Regions from separate parts of the Mus musculus genome. Here region 1 is linked to region 2. A link is a contact called in public ChIA-PET data. All regions are on one chromosome and are shown on one strand. The core of a region is the stretch at or near the end of the contact, and the rest is flanking DNA. Distances in the headings are between cores, read along the strand shown. Region 1 overlaps Rec114 (REC114 meiotic recombination protein). Region 2 overlaps Nptn (neuroplastin).

Region 1 (4,655 bases), core at 72-2,571, 44 kb before region 2:
GGGACTTTCCTTTATGAACAAGTGACGGAATGTGTTGACACCTGGAAGTTAGGTATAGTCTGAACAATACGTATACACTGATCAATGCATGGTGCCTAAAGATTCCAAATGGCTGAGAGAGAGAGAGAGAACTATCCAAGTGAAGACCAGAGCAGTGGCTGTGGTGCCAAGACACTTCAAGTTAACTGCTACGGTTCAGTCTCTGTTGCCTGCCTATGTGCCTATTAACAGATAAGGCAAGTACAGTTGGACTATGTGGGAACACATGCAGACTGGGCCTGGAGCAACAACAGAAGACAAAGGCTCTGGTATGCTGACTCTAAAGGCTGGTGCCAGACTGTCTAGATAGAAACACCTTAAAAGGACTAAGTCTGTTTTCAGGGACTCTTCTCATCTGTAACTTGTGTTCTGGATAGGTGAGCAGCCTGATATTATGCAAAGGTCACAAGCTCTGGTATTTGAACAGATCTAGGTTAGAGTCCTAGCCTGTTTTTATGGTAGCTGTGTGATCTCGTGCAAGCCATGAGCCTCCACTGTGAAGTGGTGAACGAGAAGTACTGGGGAAGAACACTGAGCCTGGAAAACAAACAGAAACCACACTGTTGTCACAACCACTGCAGCCAGCACAGCCATCTTCTCAGCTCTGCCCTTCTGCCAGTGATCAAATCAGACCCTCCAGAGCACAGAAGGAACTAAAGACTTACTGAATTGGCAGGGTAGCAGGTCAAGCCATTGAGTACAAGCACAGTTTCCATATAGCAAGCCTGCCTTAGAGCAGACATGTCTCAAGTCAACCCATGACTTCTGAGCCATAAAGCTGACGCCTGCTTTCTTAGTCTACCTTAAAAGTTGAGGCATGGCCAAGCTCAGGCCATCGTGCAGCACTAAGGTGCAGCATTTACCTAGTTGTTCCCTTCTTTGCAGATAGGAATAATTAAAGTTCCTGAGTCATTTCTTGGCTTGTGTTTTAGGTTTTACTTTCCCCTAGCCTTGTAATTTTGTTAATTGTGGCCTCACCAGGTGTTTCTCAACCCAAGAGCTCTTGAGACAAGCCACACCACTATAGGAGAGGGCCAGGCAGGAGCTCGGGAGTGGGAGGAGGAGACAGGAAGAAGGGTGGTAGTTCTTAGGACCTCTCTTGTGGTCACAGATGTCCAGAAGCAGTAGCAGCAAGAATAAAGTCTTAGTGTGTACCCAAAGCTTCCCTCTACTGCTAAGCTGAACCACCTTGTCCAAGAGCCCACAAGACTCAGAAGTGTGGCCACCCTCAGCTGCTGTTTAGTGTTGGGGGTGGTATTTTGGTTGACACCTTTCTCACTGTAGCCCCACGTGAGCTAAACTGATAGGCAGCCCACAAAAGCACTGACAGCAGAGATAGAGGGACACTAGGCACCAGAGTTTGACTTCTGTAAACACATGATAAACTGTAGGAATTGAAAACATGAACCAGACTTATCTAAGTCCCACTCCCCACCCCACCTTCCTCCTTTTCTAACTGCATGTTTCTCTGCAGCCCTCCCTGACCCTGGAGCAGCACGTGTGTATGGCAGCTGGGGCAGGTGTTCTACAGGAAAGGACCTCAGTGACACATCGAGCTCAGGTATTTCTGTGCTGGATTTTGTTCCTAAAAAGAGAACAAAATACACACATTTCTATTCCTTGATTCTTTCTCTTATCCTAGAAAAGAAACCGTAAGTATTATTATTAAACAGAAGATGAAGTCAATCAACGACAGGTTGCTGCCATTAGCCTTGCCCCTGCCCTTAGATCACACAGGTTAGCAGTGGCACTGGCTGTCTGAGGAAGTAAACAGGAGATTGGCTTCATGTGCTGTGAGGAAGTCACCCCTTCCTTGAAAGAATGAGAGAATTTAATTTTGGAATAAAGTTTTATAAACTATTCTAAAACAAATACCAAAACCAAACCTAGATTCTAATTCCTTCAAGGGCCATCTTTTAGTGCTACTATCTCAACTAAGGAACATGGAGAGTAGTAGGAAGGCATTAAAAAAAATCCCTATTGCTGTTTACCTGGACATGGGCTCTGGATCCAACTCCAGATCATTTAACAGGAACAGCTCAGTTCCCAAGACACAGCAGGCTAAAAGCTGGTATATAAGCTGTGCATGCCTACAGACTCCCATCTTCTACCAGTTCTTTAAGTCCATGGACCAACAGCTCATAAACAAATGTCACACTATGCAGTGAAGTCTGCCTGAGCCCAGGAGCCTACTTAGCACTTTTAAAAAAATATCTCAGGGCCCTTCAGAATCTTTTGCTTGCTGACTTTCTCAACCCCTTGCCACACAGACCTTCTTGCAGATGGCTCCTGCCCACTTGTAGCTCCATTCACACTTATAGTAGTTGGCTGCTACCTCTGCTCGAATTCACTGAGGAATCTCCGGTTCACTACATCCTGGCTGTACCAGGCAAGGGCTTATACTAACAACTCATGCTTTTCACAGAACCTGTATGTTTATCAACCTGAAAGGATGAGGAGTCCTTTTTTATTTAAATAGCATCTATTAAACTGTGTAAATAGTGGTACATAAAGAAAATAAGGGCTGGGGGTGAGGTGGGGGGTGGGGTCATGGCTGGCTTACTAACTTGAGAGCAGGCAGGAGAGCAAATGCTGATCAGGTACGAGGTCCTGGGTTCAATCCCAGCCTGTACCCACAGAAAAAAAAGAAAGAATTCTTACCTCTTAATGCTCCAGCAACTGTGAAAAGGAAAACCCTTGTCCAGCAGGAGGCAGACTTCCCCAGTTCGGGAGTGTCTTACTAGGGCAAGGTGCTGTGTTCTGACACAGAGAACACTGTCAGCAGTGTCCCAGCACCTGATTACAAGCATCCATAAGAACAGAAACAGCCCAGGTTTGCTCTGACCTTTTTGGGCAGATGATCCTGTGAATATAAAGTTGGATAAACTTTTGGAAGACAACTGATATAAAACAAGCTTAGTATCCTACTTTCTTAAGACTGAATTTCAGCTACCTAAGTGTACATTGTTTATCATAACAATGTTTACAATTAAGAATAGAATCAAGAGCTGGAGAGATGGCTCAGTGGTTAAGAGCTCTGACTGCTCTTCCAGAGATCCTGGGTTCAATTCTCAGCAACCACGTGGTGGCTCACAATCATCTGTGACTATCTCTGTCATAGCTAAAGACTATTACAGTGTGCTCACATACATAAAATAAATAATTCTTTTTTTAAAAAAATGGGATCAAGATAAATGGTATTTTGAGTGGCTAAAGTGAGGAATTACTCCAGACAGACTAGAACTGTGATCAGGCCAGCAAGGTGACCCAGTGGCTAAAGGTGCTTGTTGCCAAGTATGATGACCCATGAGGTGGAAGAAAGTTACTCTCTCACATCCATGTGTGTCATGGCAACCTCCCCCAACAACAAGCAAATCAAACTCATATCAAGCCCTATCATTGGCATGGAGAAATAATCACAGTACGTTAATTTTTTTTAAGTTATGAAACAGCACTATTCCATTTTTATAATATACTAAATTTGGAAGAATTTAACAGTGGCTTTCAATGGAGAACATGACTGCATATTGTTTCTGTAGTCTCTTTATTTCTTTTAGGCAGAATCTGAAAATGCAATTTAAATTTAGAAAGGTAAATTTCTGTTATTGATTCATGTTGTTCTTAGAGAAACTCTTGCACCAAGCCAAGCAGTAAACCCATAGAAAGGAAGTTACCTGTCTGACAATATCAATGTGAGACATCTCACACACACACACACACACACACACACACACACACAAAACGCACACGCACGCGAGCTAAGCGCCAAAACTAAGTGGACCCAACAGAGCTGGAACTCACTGATTCCATGGGTGGTAAATCACACATCTTCCAAGCTGTCAAGCACAGACAGATTTCAGTGTAAACTAACATTTAAATGCTGTTAACTTATGAATTGGTTTTCAGGGTTGGTGGTGTAGGCACATACAAACCCTTAGGTTCTATATGCCTGTAATTCCAATACTCAAGTCGAGGCAGGAGGACAGAGTTCAAGATCATCCTTGGCAATAAGGGGTTTGAAACCACCCTGTGCTACTTGGGACCCTCACAGAACTGACAATCAGTCTTAGTGCCAGGACTGTAGGTATACCACACTTTTTTTTTTTTTTGACTTGGGCTCTGGTGATCAGACTTGGGTCGTTTGCTCGCCCATCAGGCACTGAGCTAATCTCCCCAGCTCCTAATGTGGTTTTAAGATGCTGCAGATTACCAAAAGCTGTATGAATTATGAATGCCCAACAAGCATACAAAATGATGCTCAGTATTATTTCTGATTAGGGAAATGTAAGTTAAAACTGCAACAAGACAGTGTATTAGGATAGCTAAAATAAAAAAAAAAAAAATTCACAGAACCAGTAAGATGGCTCAGTGGGTAAAAGGACTTGCCAGGCAAGCCTGATAACCCAAGTTCAGTCCTGGGAGCCCTAAAATCCCAGCACTCCTATGGCAAGATGGGAAGCAGAGATAAAGAACGTTGCTTGATTCAATGGCCAAAAACAATGAGATTCTGTCTCACCAGAGTGGCAGGAAAGACCTGACTGCTAAAAGTCATGCTTTGACCTCTGTATGTACATTGCGGTTTGTGTGCTCCTGCATTTCCACAATAAGAAGAGAAG
Region 2 (4,418 bases), core at 451-2,950:
TGTGACTATAGTAACAAGGCTAGAAAGTTACCATAGTCATTTAAAAGTAAATTAAAGATATACTTTTTATGATTCAGTGCTCTTAACTGCTGAGTCATCTCTCTAGCCCAGTAAAACTATCTTAAAACAGACAAGGGATATCAAGACATTAGGCAGTATTTTCTTTAGTATTTTATTCTTTGAAAATTTCATATAATGCATTTTAATCACATTTACCCACTTCTCACTATACCTCCTAAACCTCTGAGACCCAGCCCTACCTCTTTTTTAATAACCCACTGAGGCCACTTTGAGCTTCCTATGGATGTGGGGTCATCCACTGGAGTGTGGTCCAGCTAACTAGGAGCCACATCCTTAAAACAAACAAACAAGGGAGTTCTCTCTCCTCCAGTAGCCATTAACTTTCAATGGCTCCTAAGTTAGGAAAGGAGGCTCTTGAACTCCTCTTTTCTCTAAGTCGACATTTTCTAAGTACAAGTTAACTATTGCAGGCACTTTATATACATTATTACCAATACTGCTTTATAAGAAATGTAGTGTTATAAACCCTGTAGTCCAAAAAATGTTAAGTGCTGCAAGCTAGGGATGTAGCTAAGTGCTGAGTGTTTGCCCTTCCTTGCTTTTGAAACCCATGACTGGAAAGTCATGGAAGGATATTTTGCCCATCATCATGAAAGTCTAGCCTAAAACCAAAAAATACCCAAAGCCAAAGCATAGTCTCTTAACTCTGTCCACAACTGCAATCAATGTGTCTTGCAAGGCTACAAAAGTAAAAGAAATGAGCAGTCACTTAAAAATAAATGAAAGATATACTTTTTATCATTTAATTTAGCAAATTAATTAGTAATTCTTAAACACAAAACACTAGGTAGGCATCCTCCACTAGAATGACTTAACTAAGATAACTTAAGAGGGGATGGAGAGATGGCTCAGTGGTTAAGAGCACTGACTGCTCTTCCAGAGGTCCTGAGTTCAATTCCCAGCAACCACATGGTGACTCATAACCATCTGTAATGGGATCTAATGCCCTCTTCTGGTGTGTCTTTAGAGAGCAGTGTACTCACATACATTAAATAAATAAATCTTTAAAAAAAAAAAGATAACTTAAGTGGCTAAGCCTGAGTATACCTGGGACTAAGGTGTCTTTAATTCTTATTTGGGGGCTCTTTCTCACAAACTGTACTGTCTCTACAGAAACTATGAGATTCCTTGATAGCTCAACACTCAAAAAAAAAAAAAAAAAAAAACAAAAACATGCAAATAGATCTATTTCCCCTCCAAACTGAGAAAGAACTTCTCTATACAGCACTGCGAAATAAATCACAATTAGCAAGGAAGGTTATTAGCAATCATCCGGCCTCATTATCTATCCAAAATTAGCTCCAATTCAGAAGAACCAGCTTTCAGAAGCAGCTCAGAACCTGACTCACTGTCCTGCCTTTCATCACCAAGGGCTTTCAAACAAACTGTGCCCTCAACATGAAAGTACACAACTGCCTGAAGTTAGGGAGCCACCAGAAGCACAATGATACAGGACTTTTAGGGAAGCAGGGAATATAAGCTGATGTTGAAGGGGGTGAAAATAGAAGCATCAAACCCCAGAAAAGTGTAATGAAAAACTGCATAGCTGAGGTTGGAGGATGGGAAGCGAAGATGACAGCTGGGGCTAGCAGCAGGGAAGAGGAGGAGCTCTCTGGAAGGAGAAAATGGATGTGTAGATATGAAAAGAGTGCAAAGAGAAAGGGAACACAGAGCAAGTTGTAAACTATCTCCACCTATGCCCTAAGGGAAAAAAAGTTACCAACAAACTCTCTTGCCTTCAAGGGAACCACACTATAGGTAACATTAACTTCTGTCCCTCAGCTGACTACTGTCAAGGTCAAACCTCCAAATCTCACCTACACTTGCCACTTCCTTTAAAAAAAGAGAAAGGAAAAGAATGCTGTTCCCTTTGAGCCCCTCTACAACTGATTTCTGTGGGTGGCTCATGCAGTTCTCTCCTTCATATCTCAAAATAAAGAGATGATAGCAAAGATGTAAGAAAATGTCTGTTCTCTTTCTCTCATACATGTCCACAAATTCAAATCAACTACTTTGAAAATAAGACTGAGCACAAGACCTATTGCTCAAGGTGGTTACAGGGAAAGAGTATTTTATTTTAAATCTGTGTAGAACTGCTGGAAAATGTCAGACTTAAGCCTACACATCTTCTGTAAATTAAGCAGACCACATATCACTATCACTTAACAGCAAACTAATCAAAAGTCCATAGGCAGTCATTCCATGTATACCAACCAAGAGTAAGGCAGGCTTAAAGATATGGTGATAGTAGTAGAAATAGGGTAACCTCATTCTCTGCAACAGAAGATGCAGAGAGGGTGGGGGGAATGCTGGTGCTGAACTACTGGATTATCCTGATCACTAGCACTAGGTAGAGATGGCAGCCATTACAAAGCATTTTCCAAAGTCAAGACTGATCCTTTCAATAAAACAAACATGTCAAAAGATTAAGATCATTATAAACCAAATTCCATCCTTGGTCTGAAATTATACCATCCAAAATAGCAATAGGATTTGTTAGCCTAAATTAACTAGCTTTTCTACTTCAGAAAAATAGAGAAATCTACTTGATGCCAAAAAGTAAAAAAGAAAAAAAAAAAGAGTCTGCATAGTTTAGTGATTAAATTTAATGAATAAAATTCAATTGCATGGGATCACATGAGGTTCTGTTACTAACTGTATGACCTTAGTGAAGTGCCTAACCTCTCTGAGCTTCATCTGCTTAATCTATAAAAAGGAGCTAATAATAGCAATTTCCTTAGAGGGTTATTGTGAGGATTACATAAAACAACACAGCTTAAAACAGTACATGGCACTCAATAATGTTACCTATTATCCTACTATCGTATGTCTCCAAAGAAATAAAAATTAAACAGACACATATAGCAACCTTTGGCATTGCTTTACAACAGCCTGGGAAACAGAACTTCACACACAAAATAAATTTAACTTAGATTTCACGCTTAAAAAATAACCAAAAAAATCAACTGTAACTTTTCTAATAAAACAAGGACCATTGTGGTAATGTGTGGCAACAACAGATTCACATATGTTGACACAAATAATTGGCAGTTGCCAAAAACAAGAGAGATTATGAACAATGGAGGAAGTCCGATAATAGAGGTAGTACAATATTCTAGACCAGCCCAGACTACAAATAAAAACCCTGCCTCAAAACACAGAAAAATAAAAAACAATATACAAAAAATGCAGTATCCTTCTTACAAAGAAAGAAAACAGCCCTCTCTTTCCTCACCCATCCATCCACCTCAGTGTGTGTGTGCATGCATGTGTGCACACTTCTGCATATGTGCTGGATGCCATGTCCCAAGGTCAGAGGCCAAGTTGCATTAGTCAGTTCTATCCTCCTATGATGTAGGTCCCAGAGATCAAACTCAGGCATCAAACCTGGAAGCAAGGTGGAACCATCTTGCCAACTCAGAACAAGGCCTATTAATTACTAGTTGGCTTAACAATAGTGATACAAGAAAACACTGGATATTGGTTAGGCTAAACTGTAAATTCACAAAAACTTGAGACAAAATTAGAGTTGTAGACTTTTTATTCAGACCAAATCAAATCAATTAACTTCAGCCTGAAAATAGTGTGAGACTTTGAGTCAGTATCTCCACAACTTAAATTCTCTGCAGTGAACAATAGATTCTTCAAATAGGAATGATGCTATGAAGATCATATAACATGTGTGGAACAGTTCTATAAAACTGTAAAGGACAATTCACATGTTAACTCCTGGAAAGACCAAAAAAAAAAAAAAAAAAAGTACTGGAGAAAAATCTTCAACAAGCATTCTGATTTCAGTTTTGCTGTCAATTCTCATTGACAAGGCAAGCATAATCTCATAACTGTATGGGCTTAAGGTTAACCAACCTGGCCTGGTGCAGGACTTTTATCCAACACTGAGAAGATAAAGACAAGCAGATCTGTAAGTCTGAGGCCAGCCTGGTCTACATAATGAGTTCCAGACCAACCAGGATACAAGGCAAGACTCTTGGTGCAAAAAAAAAAAAAAAAAAAGTCACTGGCAAAGAAAAAGTTTTAAATATGACTAAAAAGGCCACAGGATTCTCTCATCCCAGAAAAATACAAGCACCAACTTTCTCTAGTGCTGTAGATCCAAAGCTTGGCACCCTGAGTCTATACTGTGCTACTGTACTGTTAGATAAATAGATACCTAAGGGTCTCTCTATGGGAGTCTTCCATTTCTTAAATCACAAATTTCCCATCTGAAAAATGGAAACAATAATTCCTACCTTAACCATGATGGTCATGTGAAGCTCATATGAACCACGTATATAAAATACCCGTAGCCTGTGAAGCTACAAATACATTATTATAAA

The links. ChIA-PET counts read pairs in DNA pulled down with a chosen protein or histone mark.
Region 1: an RNA polymerase II ChIA-PET map of memory CD8 T cells shows a contact between it and region 2, with 394 read pairs. The contact joins two enhancer-like sites. A contact is called at or near these places in 1 of 15 datasets of contacts at CTCF or cohesin (CD8 T cells), 6 of 484 Hi-C or Micro-C datasets (the HL-1 cell line, cranial neural crest, embryonic stem cells and 3 more), 5 of 115 datasets of contacts at active chromatin or transcription factors (embryonic fibroblasts, embryonic stem cells and memory CD8 T cells) and 4 of 9 other capture datasets (adipose tissue, embryonic stem cells, liver and 1 more).

What each region holds. Positions count from the first base shown.
Region 1 is chr9:58,654,702-58,659,356 of GRCm38.p6, reverse strand. It overlaps Rec114 (REC114 meiotic recombination protein), which reads left to right. Exons shown (of 6, transcript NM_028598.1): 5 at 1,514-1,600. Among named protein-coding and RNA genes, the nearest start is that of Nptn, 75 kb to the right of the region's middle. Within about 2 kb of position 1,321, at least 44 of the 459 cell types and tissues checked have an H3K27ac peak or open chromatin away from gene starts, as enhancers often do. A contact at or near this core is called in memory CD8 T cells, where this site is marked.
Region 2 is chr9:58,611,178-58,615,595 of GRCm38.p6, reverse strand. The region is part of intron 1 of Nptn (neuroplastin); the gene reads right to left. Among named protein-coding and RNA genes, the nearest start is that of Nptn, 31 kb to the right of the region's middle. Within about 2 kb of position 1,700, at least 10 of the 459 cell types and tissues checked have an H3K27ac peak or open chromatin away from gene starts, as enhancers often do. A contact at or near this core is called in memory CD8 T cells, where this site is marked.